Regions from separate parts of the Mus musculus genome. Here region 2 is linked to region 1. The links are chromatin contacts, called in public Hi-C maps. All regions are on one chromosome and are shown on one strand. Each heading gives the region's core, a stretch centred on a gene start, on an enhancer-like site or on the middle of the called end of the contact. The rest is flanking DNA. Distances are from core to core; before and after follow the strand shown. Region 1 has its middle 4.6 kb from the start of Gm40374. Region 2 overlaps Gm33484 (a long non-coding RNA gene).

The links. Hi-C and Micro-C count contacts between places; a contact is called where the count stands out from the background.
Region 2: a Hi-C map of cerebral cortex shows a contact between it and region 1, with 2.3 times the contacts expected there. The contact joins two enhancer-like sites. A contact is called at or near these places in 3 of 484 Hi-C or Micro-C datasets (B cells, cardiomyocytes and cerebral cortex).

What each region holds. Positions count from the first base shown.
Region 1 is chr12:32,135,262-32,142,265 of GRCm38.p6, forward strand. No RefSeq gene overlaps it. Among named protein-coding and RNA genes, the nearest start is that of Gm40374, 4.6 kb to the right of the region's middle. Within about 2 kb of position 3,305, at least 36 of the 459 cell types and tissues checked have an H3K27ac peak or open chromatin away from gene starts, as enhancers often do. A contact at or near this core is called in cerebral cortex, where this site is marked.
Region 2 is chr12:32,892,370-32,899,373 of GRCm38.p6, forward strand. All of the region lies in intron 2 of Gm33484 (a long non-coding RNA gene), which reads right to left. Among named protein-coding and RNA genes, the nearest start is that of Gm33484, 13 kb to the right of the region's middle. Within about 2 kb of position 4,307, at least 37 of the 459 cell types and tissues checked have an H3K27ac peak or open chromatin away from gene starts, as enhancers often do. A contact at or near this core is called in cerebral cortex, where this site is marked.

The DNA.
Region 1 (7,004 bases), core at 2,055-4,554:
TTCAATGTGTCAGTGAAGCCCAAGGCCACAAAACTTGGAATCATGTCTGACAACTAATCCACATTCCATCACAAACTTGAAAGTCTCCTTCACAACCCTCCTAATGCTGTGACCCTTTAATGCACTTCCTCATGGTGTGGTGACGCCCTCCACCCATAAAATGCTACTTCATAACTCATTTTGCTACTGCCGTGAACTGTAATGTAAATATCTAATATACAAGATATCCCCCTCCCCCTGTGAAGAAAAGGGGTCACGACCCACAGGTTGAGAACTACTGGTCTACAGCATGGGCATGGTTAGACATATTAGGCCCTTAGTAGGAGATCTGCCACTAAGCAAGGGCCCAGAGCAAGTTTGCTCTTCAGATTGTAGAGAAAGGCATGTGCCGTCACCCAAAGGTCATGCTTAGGCTCTGTTGTCAAGGCCAGGAGACAGTGCCGTACATTTCTCCTGGGACAGCTAGCTATTCGGTTGCCATCTTGTGTCCACAGCATGAGGGTTGGAGTTAGCCATTGCGAATCTCTTAGCCAGGTGGGTAAGAACACACCAGTGGGGTTGGAATGGTGCTTACCATTCCTCCTCCTACTGAGCAGGACCCCGTTTCCCCCACAGCCAGTTTCCACGTGATCCTAGTGGGTCTTGTGCCATGTTCCCTTGAGTTCCATAATTTCTACTTATCTCAAGCTTGAGTAATTTTTTTAAAGTAGAATAGACTCTGGGCCCAATGGAGTCATTTTCTCTCCTGGGCATTTGAGTAAAGTCTAAGGGTTTGGAGTAAGTGAGGAGACATCTCGATGCAATTCACTCCCTCCTCATCTCTACCTCCCTTCCTCAGACGTACTCTGAGTGTCTGTGCCCTGGCTAACATGCTTCGAAGAAAAGAAATAAGGAATATTTAAAAGAGGAAAACTGAGGACAGGGATCTGGATGGGACAGGGTGGCTGGGAAGGAGCCACCATGGATAGACCTCAGGTGCCGATAGGCTAGTGCTCGGAGAAGGGACGATGGTGATGATGATGAGGTCAGAGCAGGCACTCTAGAGAGCACAAGGCATGCGTATTTACAGGGAGGGATTGTGGGTAACTGGTACCTCTGCTAGAGCATCCTGAATCTGTTTTATTCAGTTTATTCTTCCACACACCAAGGGTTCTGGGGCATCCTGGGCTCTGGCACTGATCTGGGTACTTGGTCTATATAGAACAAACTTGGTAGAGTTTATGTTCTAGCAGGATGGGAGCGAAAAGGAGCCACGGAAGCACGCACAGGTAAATTACATCCTATGTCAATAATAAGTGTTAGTGCTATAGAGAAAGGATGAGGTACGGAAGGGGGAGGGGAGAATAAAGGATACTTGTGGTGTGTGCTTGTGAGATGTGTGTGTGTGTGTGTGTGTGTGTGAGAGAGAGAGAGAGAGAGAGAGAGAGAGAGAGAGAGAGAGAGAGAGAGAGAGAGAGAGATTTAAAATAGATTTCCCACCAGAGGTTACATCAGAAGGTAAGCAGTGAAGACTTCTGCCTCTGGGTACCTGGGAGAGGGTGCGTTTACACTGAGCAGCAAGCATAAAGGTTCTACAGCGGGAGCTTACGTTCTACAGCCGTCTCCAATCAGCCAGGGATTTGATGGGCAAGTTAGCTGGGTTCTGTATTTCTAATCAGAACAACGTGATTAATATAACTAAATAATAATAATAAATGTATTCATAAAAAGGGTGAAGTAAAAAACATGTGATGATCTTAAGCGCCCCTCTTAGCCCCCTCTTTTTTCAAGATAGGATTTCTCCTGTATAGCCCTGGCTGTCCAGGACTCACTCTGTAGACCAGGCTGGCCTCAAACTCAGAAATCTGCCTGTTCCTGTCTCCTGAGTGCTGGGATTAAAGGTGTACACCACTTCTGCCTGCTTTTTCTTTTTCTTTTTCTTTTTCTTTTTCTTTTTCTTTTTCTTTTTCTTTTTCTTTTTCTTTTTCTTTTTCTTTTTCTTTTTCTTTTTCTTTTTCTTCTTCCTTTTCTTTTTCTTTTTCTTTTTCTTTTTCTTTTTCTTCTTCCTTTTCTTTTTCTTTTTCTTTTTTTCCCTCTCTCTTTCTTTTTCTTTTTCTTTTTCTCTTTCTTTTTTTCTTTGTAAAATTTGAGAACTTCATACATGATGCTGTATTTACACTCCCCACCCCTGTCTTAGTCAGCATTCTATTACTGCAGGGAGAACCATGACCAAGGCAACTCTTCAAGGCAAGCATTTAACGGGGGCTGGCTTACAGTTTCAGAGGTTTTGCCCATCATCACCGTGGAAGGAATCATGGCTGCATTCAGCAGTCACAGTGCTGGGGAAAGAGCTGGGAGTTCTACATTTGAATCTGCAGGCAGCAGGAAGACAGAGACACTGGGCCTGGTTTGTGTTTCTGAAATCTTAAAGCCCAACCCCTAGTGACACACTTCCTCCAATAAGGCTACATACTCTCCGAGGCTGCAATTCCTATCTCTCCCAGATAGTTGTCACTCCCTGATGACTAAGTAAATATATGAGCCTATGCTGACCATTCTTATTCAAACCACTGCACCTCCATTGTCTTCTTTCCATGCCCTCTCAAAAGCATGATCTTTTCTTCTGTAATGTTTTATACACATTATTTACATATATGTGTATATGTTTATATATGTATACATGCATGCACCTGAGTAAGTTCATTTAGTATTGCTCAGATGTGTTTGGGGCTGACCACTTGGGCCAGCCTATCGAGGGACTCATCCCTGGAAAACACTGATTCCCTCAAAAGCCATTAATTGCCTGTAGCTCTTCATCCAGTGGTCTTATGAGATCTCCCCATCGCACTGGCAGGTAAACTGATGTGGTCATTGCGCATGTCTTGTTTAGGACATGTTTGCTGGGGCAAAGGGCAAGTAGACGCCTTGGGCAGCTACCTGAGTAGGTGGAGAAGGAACAAAGACAGAATGAGGTTTCCTCTGAGATGCCACCTAATGGCCCAGATGCCATTATGCCTACTTCTGCGAGCTTCCAGAGAGCCCCACAAAGCTCCAGAAGGGCCTAGACTAGCGCAGACTCCTCCTTCCCGACCATCCTCGTTAGCTAAGGAGCACGGGAAAGAAGGTGCATCTGTCCTTTGTGCTGGGCTGCCGCAAGGTGGATTGTTTCCAGGATGCTGCACCAGGCCGGTTTTCCAGGGAGTGATGTAATCTATAGGGAAGCGGGGAGCCCAGCAATTCAGCAGGGGGAAGTGGGCTGGGCTCCCAGAACCTATAAGGCTGTTGCTGAGCAGGGCTCTGAGGGAAGAGAGGAAGAAAAGCATGGGCAGGCCACAGCTGGGGTACAGCTTGGCTTGCTGCAAAGAAGGAAGAAAGCTGTGTGCTCGGGGTGGGAGGGGTGTGGGTGGAGGTGAGGAAAACCAAGGCCAGGCCTGGCGCTCGCTCATCCAATACGAACACGTACGTGTTCTTGAGGGAAGGGGACATAATTGTCCAGCTGAACATCAGATACTTGATCTTTCCCTCATTTGTGGCATTATATTTGACTCTTAGAACCTCACAGGGTAAGAGGAACTGGTATTATCAAAAACACATTCTATAAAGAAGATCCACAGAAGTCAGACATTTGGGTCTGACTTTGCCCGGCACAAGCAAGAGTTAAACCCGTGGGTGATGACTTGGGGGCCATTTGGTGTTGGCACACATTTCATGTTTGCTTCTGTATGCTGCTGTGGAGTTGACATCAGGCCTCTGGACTGACTTTCCTTTACCCAGCCCCCAGACAGACTCACTGTGTGAGCACTTTGTGGCTTGGCTCCTATGGTGAGCCTGGGTGCTGGCTCCTGCTTCCTCTCTGCGCCTTGTGTATATTTAATCATGTTGACGGAATTTACTTTAGTCCAAATTCAGGCTCTTAGCCATTTTCTTCTCTTTGACTCTTCCCTATTTATGCAAACTCAGACCAAGAGCTTTGTCTTTTTCCGACCTTGATACACAGCCCACCACTCCCCTGTAACCCTCATAGTCGCAGGAGTTGAAAAGCTCCCCACTCCCTTTGAGGGGTCTCTGGCATTTTGAGTTCCTTTCCCCTTCTAAGCTGGATATTTGCTTGAGCCCACCTCTCCCCGTTTCCAGTTTTTCCAAGGTTTGCTGCTGGCCTGACTAGACACTTCCCCTGCTCATGTCGTCTGACAATTTCCTGCTGCTGGAAAACTGTCCTCATTTCATTATTTCAGCCAGAAGTTATGGTAACCTTTTTTTTTTTTTTCCTTTTCTTTTCTTCTGGATATAAAGGAGAACCAGGGGCAGGTATTCATAATGTTCAGACTCATAATGTTTTGACCCATAGGAATGGGGTCAAGGCTAGGCAGGGCTCACTGCTCAACACAACACTCAACTTCAAGGCACTACCATGTCTACAGGGAATCTTCTGGCATGTGGTCATCCTAACAGTGGCTGGAAGAGAGTGAGGACTTGACTCCTCCCCCCTTTTACAGAGGAGGAAAAACGGGACCATGGATTCCACATTTGTCCTTGAGCAATGATACCAAATTTTTTCATTAAAAAAAATTCCCCATTGGGTTAGAATCTACGGTAAAAGTTCAAATTAGAGCTGAAATCGACCTTGAGTCTGGCTCTGAGTACAATCTACATCTTAATGAATTCACTTTGGTCCAAGGGCTGACAAGTCCTTCTCTCTGAAATCTCACAGGCTCACTCTTGTCTGTGTTCCAGTGCCAAGCGGATGCCGATGGCTGGATGTACCTTACCTAAACTCATAAAGCATGTATTCTAAAGATTTATTCCATTTGTATTTATGTGTATGCGTGCCACGTGAGTGTGGGTGCCCGAGGAGGCCGGTAGAGGGCCTTGGGTCCTCTGGAGCTGGAGTTGTTATAGGTGGTTGTGACCCTCTGGACCTGGGTGATGGGAACTGAACTCAGTCTTTTGGAAAAGTAGCAAGCACTCATCACCACTTAGCCATCTCCCTAGGCCCCCAAGACGTGTAGTTTAAGACATTAGATTGCAGTCATATTGTATAGGTCTCAGAGCTGGCAGCTTTCCTTGTCTTATGTCTTGGCTTAACTTTACTCTTAGAGGGCAAACCTACTTTTTTTCTTATGGGACATGTCACCACCATTTCCATACGCCAGCTGTGGGGCCAAGGGACACCTGGTCATTCTCAGTGAAGCTTTGTTTCCCCATCTTCTTCCCTCCAGCCAGCTTCCTGTTTTGGGACTCTCATCTGTCTAGTGAGAAGGCAGATGCTACCCCTCACCTTCTGGCTTATGTAATAGAGTTCTCCCTGGTTTCTGTGAAAAGTCAGGGAAACTGCTGTCTACGTTGTAACTGGATATAGCTGGTTTTCTTGGGGGAGAGATTTCTAGTCAGACAGAACCTAACACAGTGGTAGCTTTCTTCTCTCAATAAATAGCTCTGAGGCTGAAGAAATGGCTCAGTGGTTAAGAGCACAGGCTGTTCTTGCTGAGGAGCCTGTGTTAGGTTCCCAGTAGCCATGTGGTCCCTCATAACCACTGGTAACCCTACTTCTATGGTGTCTAATGTGCCCTTTTTTGGCCTCCATGGGCTCCTGCATGTGGTGCACACACATTCACACACATACATAGAAAAATAAACTAACATTAAAAATTATATTTAAAATTACCTCCACAAGCGCTACCTGAAACACCCCACTTTTCTTACATTGACTCTGAGTGTATTGACTTCAGAGTCTACACAGCAAAATGTAAAAGTAATTTTAAATGATCTTAAAAATCAGTTAGGCAGCCATCTGTGCCAGATACTGTGTGTGTGCATCGGGATGGTAACATAGGGAAAGACTTTGATTATGTAGAAGTCACACACATGACTCCACTACTAAACAGACTGAGAGATCCTGTGAAGGAACACTGGACAAGATGGAGAGGATACAGGGTGGGGGTGGGCAGCCTGGTCCTGGAGTAGTTGCATCCCAACAGTAAGTGCTAATGATGGGCCTTCCTGTCTAGGAGACCAGATCTTCTGTTGTCAGGACTTTCTCCTTTTGCCCCTTCAGCCTTCGACAGTAGTCACTTACCATCATTTCTGGCCTGTGAGAACTGTGTGTACCTTCTCTTCTCTTCTCTTCTCTTCTCTTCTCTTCTCTTCTCTTCTCTTCTCTTCTCTTCTCTTCTCTTCTCTTCTCTTCCTCCCTCCCTCCCTCCCTCCCTCCCTCCCTCCCCCCCCTCTCTCTCTCTCTCTCTCTCTTTCTTTCTTTCTTTCTTTCTTTCTTTCTTTCTTTCTTTCTTTCTTTTCTTATCCCACTCTGCACTTCCCATGCCTTTGAATGTACTTCTTCACTTAAACCATCTTGGTTGTGTTTTACTGCTGTTATTGGTAGAAACACCAAAGTATGGAGATAGGGAATTTACACATTTGGAGAACTGAACTCAGTTCAATGGGCCCTAGCTAGTATAAGGTATAAGGTAGGAGGAGAGGCGATGAATGGGCAAAGGTTGGGTCAACAGGTGCTAGTTCATGAATGTTGAAGATTTAGGGGTTTTATTCTGAAAACTCTGATTATCCAGTGAAGAGTTTTAAGGACAGAGATAAAACTGGATTTCTATTTTATAAAAAGAGGTTACTGGCTACTGTATTTAGAGTGTCTTGCCAAGGTGACTGTGGCAGATTGCTTATGAGGTACAAGTTTCAGAAGCTGACTTAGTTAGTGGTGCTCCTTTGGTTTCTTATATCTGTAAGCCACTGGTTCCTGTTTTTCCAAAGGAACTGCCTGTGTGCCTTTGAACACACACACACACACACACATTCCAAAATATTGAGATCTAGTTTCTGTTTACAACCAACAACTGTAATCATGTAAGATTTGAATCAGGCTCATAGATTGTGTTCCTTAGATACTTGGGAATAAGTACAACTGGCCAAACTGAGAAGAACACATGGGGCTAGAGGAAAGAAAAGCATGAAGGACCACCCGTTTTCCTTAGAGACATTATGGAGATGATGTGCCATTCACTCCCTCGAAGGAC
Region 2 (7,004 bases), core at 3,057-5,556, 760 kb after region 1:
GGAAGGAAGGAAGGAAGGAAGAGGCACAGGAGGGAGACTCACTGCAAAGTAAATTACAGGACCCTGGTATTTAGGAGGCTGAGGCAGGAAAAACACAGTTAGACAAGACTGCACTACAGAAGAGTTCCACAGGAGCCTGCATAGAGAAACACCGGCTCACACAAAGTGGCTAAGTAATAGAGCAGCTAAACTGTGGGAAAGCAGATGGGCCCTGGTGGAATTAGAGTTTCCAAAAGGCAGGGACAAGGACCTGAAATTATATAAACAATGTAGCTAAAAGAATGAGCCGTTCCTCTAGCACAAGAGACATGGAAAAGTTATACCAAGACCTTTGTACTGGCTAGTTTTGTGTCATCTTGACACAGCTGGAGTTATCACAGAGAAAGGAGCTTCAGTTGAGGAAATGCCTCCATGAGATTCAACTGTAAGGCATTTTCTCAATTAGTGATCAAGGGGGAAAGGCCCCTTGTGGGTGGGACCATCTCTGGGCTGGTAGTCTTGGTTCTATAAGAGAGCAGGCTGAGCAAGCCAGGGGAAGCAAGCCAGTAAAGAACATCCCTCCATGGCCTCTGCATCAGCTCCTGCTTTCTGACCTGCTTGAGTTCCAGTCCTGACTTCCTTGGTGATGAACAGCGATATGGAAGTTTAAGCTGAATAAACCCTTTCCTCCCCAACTTGCTTCTTGATCAAGATGTTTGTGCAGGAATAGAAATCCTGACTAAGACAACATTGCACAGCCAATCTTCTAGAAATACATATATAAGATAAAATGTCCTAAGATCAGCCACAGATGAAAAAAAGAGCTTTATATTTAGGGTGTGATAGTAAATATTTTGACCTTTTTTTTTGGTTATTATTGGAGGTAATGCAAATAAGAAAAATATGAAGCAATATTTGAAGTACTGAAGGAAGAGATATTGTTTACACCCTGGGAAAATATGTCAACATTGAAAGTAAAGCTGGATATAAAGGTCTGCAGTGCAATGCCAGCACTCAGGAGGCGGAGGTGGGGGGAGGGGCGATGTCACGTGCAGCCAGAGCTACACAGAGGAAGCTGCTGCTCCATAGCAGGGCCTGGGGATGTGGCTACTCAGACACCGCAGTGCCGGGGCACGCACGTGGTCAGAAGGCACATCTCCAAAGCTGGTTCTCTCCTTCAGTTCCCGGGATCAAACCCACGCTCCCGGGCTCGTGTGGCCAGCGCTTTTACTGACTGAGCCATCTCACCAGCCCTGTATACAGACTTTAAGCAGCTGTTTATGTTATAGCAGTTATACTCTACTGAAGCCATGGAAATTAATGGAAGAAAGGGAATAAATGGCTACTTGATCAAGCCATGTAAAGTAGTACACAGGATAAGAGGCATAAGCAAAGTAAAATCAAACAAAGTATAGAAACGCACACACACCAGGGGTAGCAGTGCACACTTTAATCCTAGCACTTAGGCAGCAGAAGTAGGCTGATCTGAGTTCAAGGCCAACCTGGTCTACAAAGTGAGTGCCAGGACAGCCAGAACTATGTAAAGAGATCTTGTCTCAAAAGACAAGCAAAAATGGAAGAAATGAAGGTATCAAAATGACATTGTGAAGCCCACTATTTTGTTCTATTAATATACAGACACAAAAATAAAGTTAAAAAAAAAAGAAGAAGTAGGAGAGGGGGTTGCCGGGGTAGGGGAAGGGGGCAGCACCGTCTCAGAGGCAAAGAGGAGGGGGGTGGTGAAGAGCTCTGGGAGGTGGGCAATGAGGGAAGGCAACATTTGGGACATAAATAAATAAAATAATTAATCTTTAAAAAAAAAGAGGTAATAACTCATTGAATATAAGTGTGATTAATCCATTAAAAGACAAAATTGAGATGCGTTCTGTATACAAAGTGACAAGAGTGACAGATATGAACCAACGATAAAGTTGAGCATAAGGAGTAGCAGGGACCAACAGTGGCAAAGACAACCAGCGGTCCCCACTTCCCACAAATTAAATCTTATTTTTAATAAGATTAAATCTTAAAATGTAATAAAATTAGGTAAGGGTGAACACTTGGGATACATGGGCTAAAGAGACGGCCCAGGGAGTAAGGGGCCTGCTTTCAGACCCTGCGCATCCCTATCCCCCAGGTAGGCATGCTGACCCTTGTAATGCCATGACTCATGGAGTGAAGACCAGGTCCCCAGAGCAAGCTGGCTGGCTTCACTAGCTGGACTGATGACCTCTGGATTCAAGTGAGGGACCATGTCTCAAAAGATAACGTGGTGAGCAACTGAAGACATCTTCTGTCAGTCTCTGGCCTCCACGTGCACCCTCCCACAAGTGCACACTCAACAGCACGCACGCATGTACTCACACCCACATTTGGAAACATACACACAGCCACATCATACACATATACATGCAAAAAATAGCTGAGATAGTAATGCGAGTATACAAACACAGATCTGCAGAGTGGGTCTTGAGTTGACTTTCAAATTATCAGTCTATCTAGTTAACAGTTTTTCAAATGTATATTGCCATACCTAGAAATTCTTCAAATGCTATGGCTTGCTTAGGGGGCATAGTTAAACAACATTATGCTGATTTTAATCTTTAATTGCCAAGGCTAATTACTGACTCTAGGAAGCCACATGCATTGGGAGTCTTTGGGGACAAATTACAGCTTGTGATGGAGCCATCTGCTACATTAGCAAATTATACTTTGGAAGACACGGACAGTACTAGTTTAATGTCATTATCCCCATGATGCAACAGACCTTGCATATGAGTCCCGCCTCCTGCCCTATTTTCTATACAGCGGTGGGATCTCTGGCCACTGAAGTGGTAGACTTCTGTGTTGTTGAGGGAGGACAGAAGCTTAAGGAACGTGGACATGAAAGGTGCCCTTCAGCTCAGAAGCTGGGTGAAGCCTCTCACCAGCTGAGAGTCGAGGATGACAACACAGCCAATGACATCCATTTAAGGCCTTGCAAACCTCACCTGCAAACCTGTGGTTTCCTAGGCTCTCACCAGAAACCACACTTAACAGGAAAAGATGGGTCCTAAACAAACCCTTTGTGCAATCTACGGGGCTCCTCCTGGCGCCTTACTGGATTGCAATCCCACCAAAGGCACCTTCAGTGCCAACTTCTAATCTCAAGAGTGGAGAGGTAGGGGAGGGGAGTGTCCCTTAGGAACCTGCTGAGCAGCGAACCCCAGACGCTTCCAGAACCCAGACATAGTCACCAGGAGGACTCTTGAAACCCGACTCCTTTGTGAGCAGCCCACACCTGTGTTTCCTCCCCAGCTGCCCTCCTTTTTGCTTTTAGTAAATTCCAACTCTGTCTCCTATTGGCTCATCCTGAAATTCCTGCCCAGGTGGCAGCCCAGGATCAGGGTTTCCCCCCCCCCCCCCCGTGGTGGTCTATAAAGAGAACTCAGGCTGCTGCAGGTGACAGTGTGGAGGTTACAGGGTGCAGGTGACAGTGTGGAGATGGCAGGGTACAGGTGACAGTGTGCAGGTGACAGTGTGCAAGTGACGGTGTGCAGGTAACAGAGTACAGGTGTCAGAGTGCAGGTGACAGGGTACAAGTGACAGGGTGCAGGTGACAGGGTGCAGGTGACAGTGTGCAGGTGACAAGGTGTAGGTGACAGGGTGCAAGTGACAGGGTGCAGGTGACAGTATGGAGGTGACAGTGTGCAGGTGACTATGCAGGTGACAGGGTGGAGGTGACAGGGTGGAGGTGACAGGGTGCAGGTGACAGTGTGCAGGTGACAGTGTAGAGCTGTCCTTCTGTCACTTGCTCTCATCTTGCCTCAGTTTCCATCAGGGTGGATGTGAGGGGACTGAGGGATGAGTCCAATCTTTGATGTCTTAAATAAAAGGCTCTCTATAAAATACCTAAACCTAGTTAGTACTTGGTGTTTAGTCCCAGCAATGGGATAGCAGAAGACAGGTTTACAAAGCTTAGTCCCTCAGGCATCACAACCACCAGAGACTCGCCTGAAGTCTAGCTCTGCGGGCTGTGAGGGGTGCCGGTACCATCAGTGCTGTGGGGGTGGGGTAGAATCCGCTTCTCTAAGTCACTTGACTCTTTGGCTCTCGGCTGTTGCTCGTTCCATCTTTGGGAGAGGTTCATGAGAAGGTTTAGAGGGAGGAAAGGAAAGGAGGAAATGATAGCATTACAATATCTCTTTAAAAATTAAAAGGAAGAGAGTGGAAGAGACAAGTTCTCGAAACAGCCTGGATGCTGAGCTCAACCCAAAGCACGGGTGTAAGCTCTGGCCAGCAGCCCTCAGAGGCTTCCAGCTCAGCGGCCCGAGACTCCTCACTGAAAATATCCAGCATCTGATGAGGCAGCTGCGGGTTAAATTTAGCCTTGGCAAACTCAGGCCTTGGCTGGATGCTGGAAGCATCTGAGTGGATGGATGGAGGGCCGATGGATGCGTGGATAAAGAATGGACACATGAACAGGTGGATGGACAAATGGACAGACAGGTGGATGGATAGACAGATGGATGGACTTAGCACAGGTAGGTGTGAGAGCCTGGGCTACTGTGGCCTGTGTGATGATGATGCTGACACCAGGAGAGAGGCAGAGCTAGAGGAAGGAGATGAGTTGGGAAGCCCTCCTCTCTCAGTGGCCACCAGCCTGGCACAGCCCTTTGATGGCCAAGGGAAGCATGAAGATAGATGCAAGGAAAAGGAGCCATAGAGACGGTGAGAATCTGTAGAGCCATGTCCCCTGGAAAACTGCTGTGAGGGATCATCCAGTAATGTCACATTAGCCAAGTAAGGTCCCGCACTGGGTCCACAGATATTCAGTGTGACCTTTGTCCTAGCTGTGTGTCAGAGGCCACCTCAGGGCTTTTATGTCATCATGATCCAACCGTTATTTGCTTCCTCAGTGACCTGTTAAAGTGCGAACAACTATGGACGTTGCGTTTCCTTGGTTAACGCAGTTATCGTTGCTGTCCCTGGAAGGGGTAGAGGACAGAAGGGCAGGGAAGGAATGATCAGCATGAATGAACTAATGAATGGAGTGTCTCTTGTGTTAATATGCTGACACTGGAGGAAGCAGTACATACAGTAACTGTAGCTGAATACAAAGAAATTACCTTCCCCGTTTGGTAGATGAGAAATAATGTGCCTTATTTGGGGCTTCCATGAAGATTAAATGAGAGTATTTGACATGAGATAGCTCACTTCAATAGATGCTGGGTGAACTTGGTCGTCAGAGGGCCAGAGAATCCCTCCCACCTCACGGTTTGCCAGTCTGGCTTTAGCATCCTCCGGGCCAGCAGGTCGCCTGAGTATCACACGACTACACTGCCACCTTCTGGCCACCTGGAGTACTTCAGCTGTGCTGCCTTTTGAACAGGTCCTGCCCAGATGGACCTGCAGACTCAGACTGTCCTGCACTGAGCTGAGCTGTACAGCTGTTGGAGCAAGTCACCTGGGACTTCAACAACCTGGATTTCAGTCTTCTAAGCAAGGTACGGACACTGGGGATCAACAGCCCAGTTCCCCCATTCCAATCCTCATTTACAGGTTGTTGGTCTTAACTGTGTACTGTACTGGAATGTCCTGCACACACACACACACACACACACACACACACACACACACACACACACACACCATCTGCATCCTACACCAGACCTATGGGATTAGGCTCTCCAGGAGGCCTAGGGGTGGTTCTCCATGAAAAAGGAAACCTTCTCAAAGTCTCAACCCAGTTCTGAGAATTGAGAATTTGGTGCCTCTTTGTGTCTGCTCCAGTCACCTTTAGTCTTTCACAGCTGTATAGATGACACAAGCCAGGCTCTCTGCACTTAAAATCAACACAGGGAGCTAGAGACAAGAGGAGGTAAGGACAGAGAGAAGCGAGAGCTGACTGAACAAAACAAAGGGGAAGAAAAGTGGCCACACTGAAGCAGGTGGAAAGGAAAGAAAAAGAGAGGAGATGAGATTAGGGGAGAGACATGGAAAATGGGAGCTGGGCCAGAGGCAAACAAGAACCTAAACAAAATCAGTGGACAAATACTAGAGTAAAAAAAAAATTCAATGTATGGTTAAGATCAATATCCAAAAAAAAAAAAAAAAAAAACCCTTGCAGATATTAACAAGGTTGAGATAGCACACTAGAATAAGCAAAGATACCGAAATTCCCGGTACACAGTTTCAGAGGATTGCTTTTGCCTATATAGTTGACAAAACCCAGAAAGCCACTTACTTATTTCTTGGAGTGTGGAAGAAGGAAATAGTTTCCTAAATGCTGTTGGCAGTTATGAATGTGAATTGTCACATTTGAACACAAGAAGCTGGCACCATATAGCAAAATGCACCACCCATCATCAGCCCACCATCCCTGGGACCAGATGGATGCCTTAGGGACACAGCATTGTGGACCAAATGTTGACATATCAGGCTGGTTTGATTATGGCTCCATACAGCAGCCATGATAAGTGAGAAAGCCATGCATGTCACACTGGAATTTAAGGCCTGAGATGTTTCTTTGTAAGAATAATAAGAAAGCAACAATGTTCATAATTTTGTGCCACTATGGAAAGCACAAAATGTCAGATGTGTGTGTGTGTGTAGCATACAGTGATATAGTAATATTGAATGTTTCAGCTAGTTGGCTATCACCTGCTGTGTTTGTTATTTTAAATGAATATATAGGAATATAAGTAAAGGTGTCTTAGGATTTCTATTACTAATGTGAAACACCATGACCAGCAGAGTTTATTTTTCTTACAATTCCACATCACTGTTTAGCATAGAAGGAAGTCAGGGCAGGAATGTAGGGTGGGTGGGAACCTGGAGCCAGGAGCTCTGCAGAGGCTCTGGAGGAGTGGTGTTTACTGGTTGGCTTCTCATGGCTCCCTCTTATAGCACCCACAGCCACAGCCCAGGGGTGAAACAGCCCACAGTGGGCTGGACCCTCCCCATTAGTCATTAACTAAGAAAACGCTGTACAGGCCCACCCACAGCCGGATCTTTCTCAGTGGAGACTTCCTTTTAGATGAGTC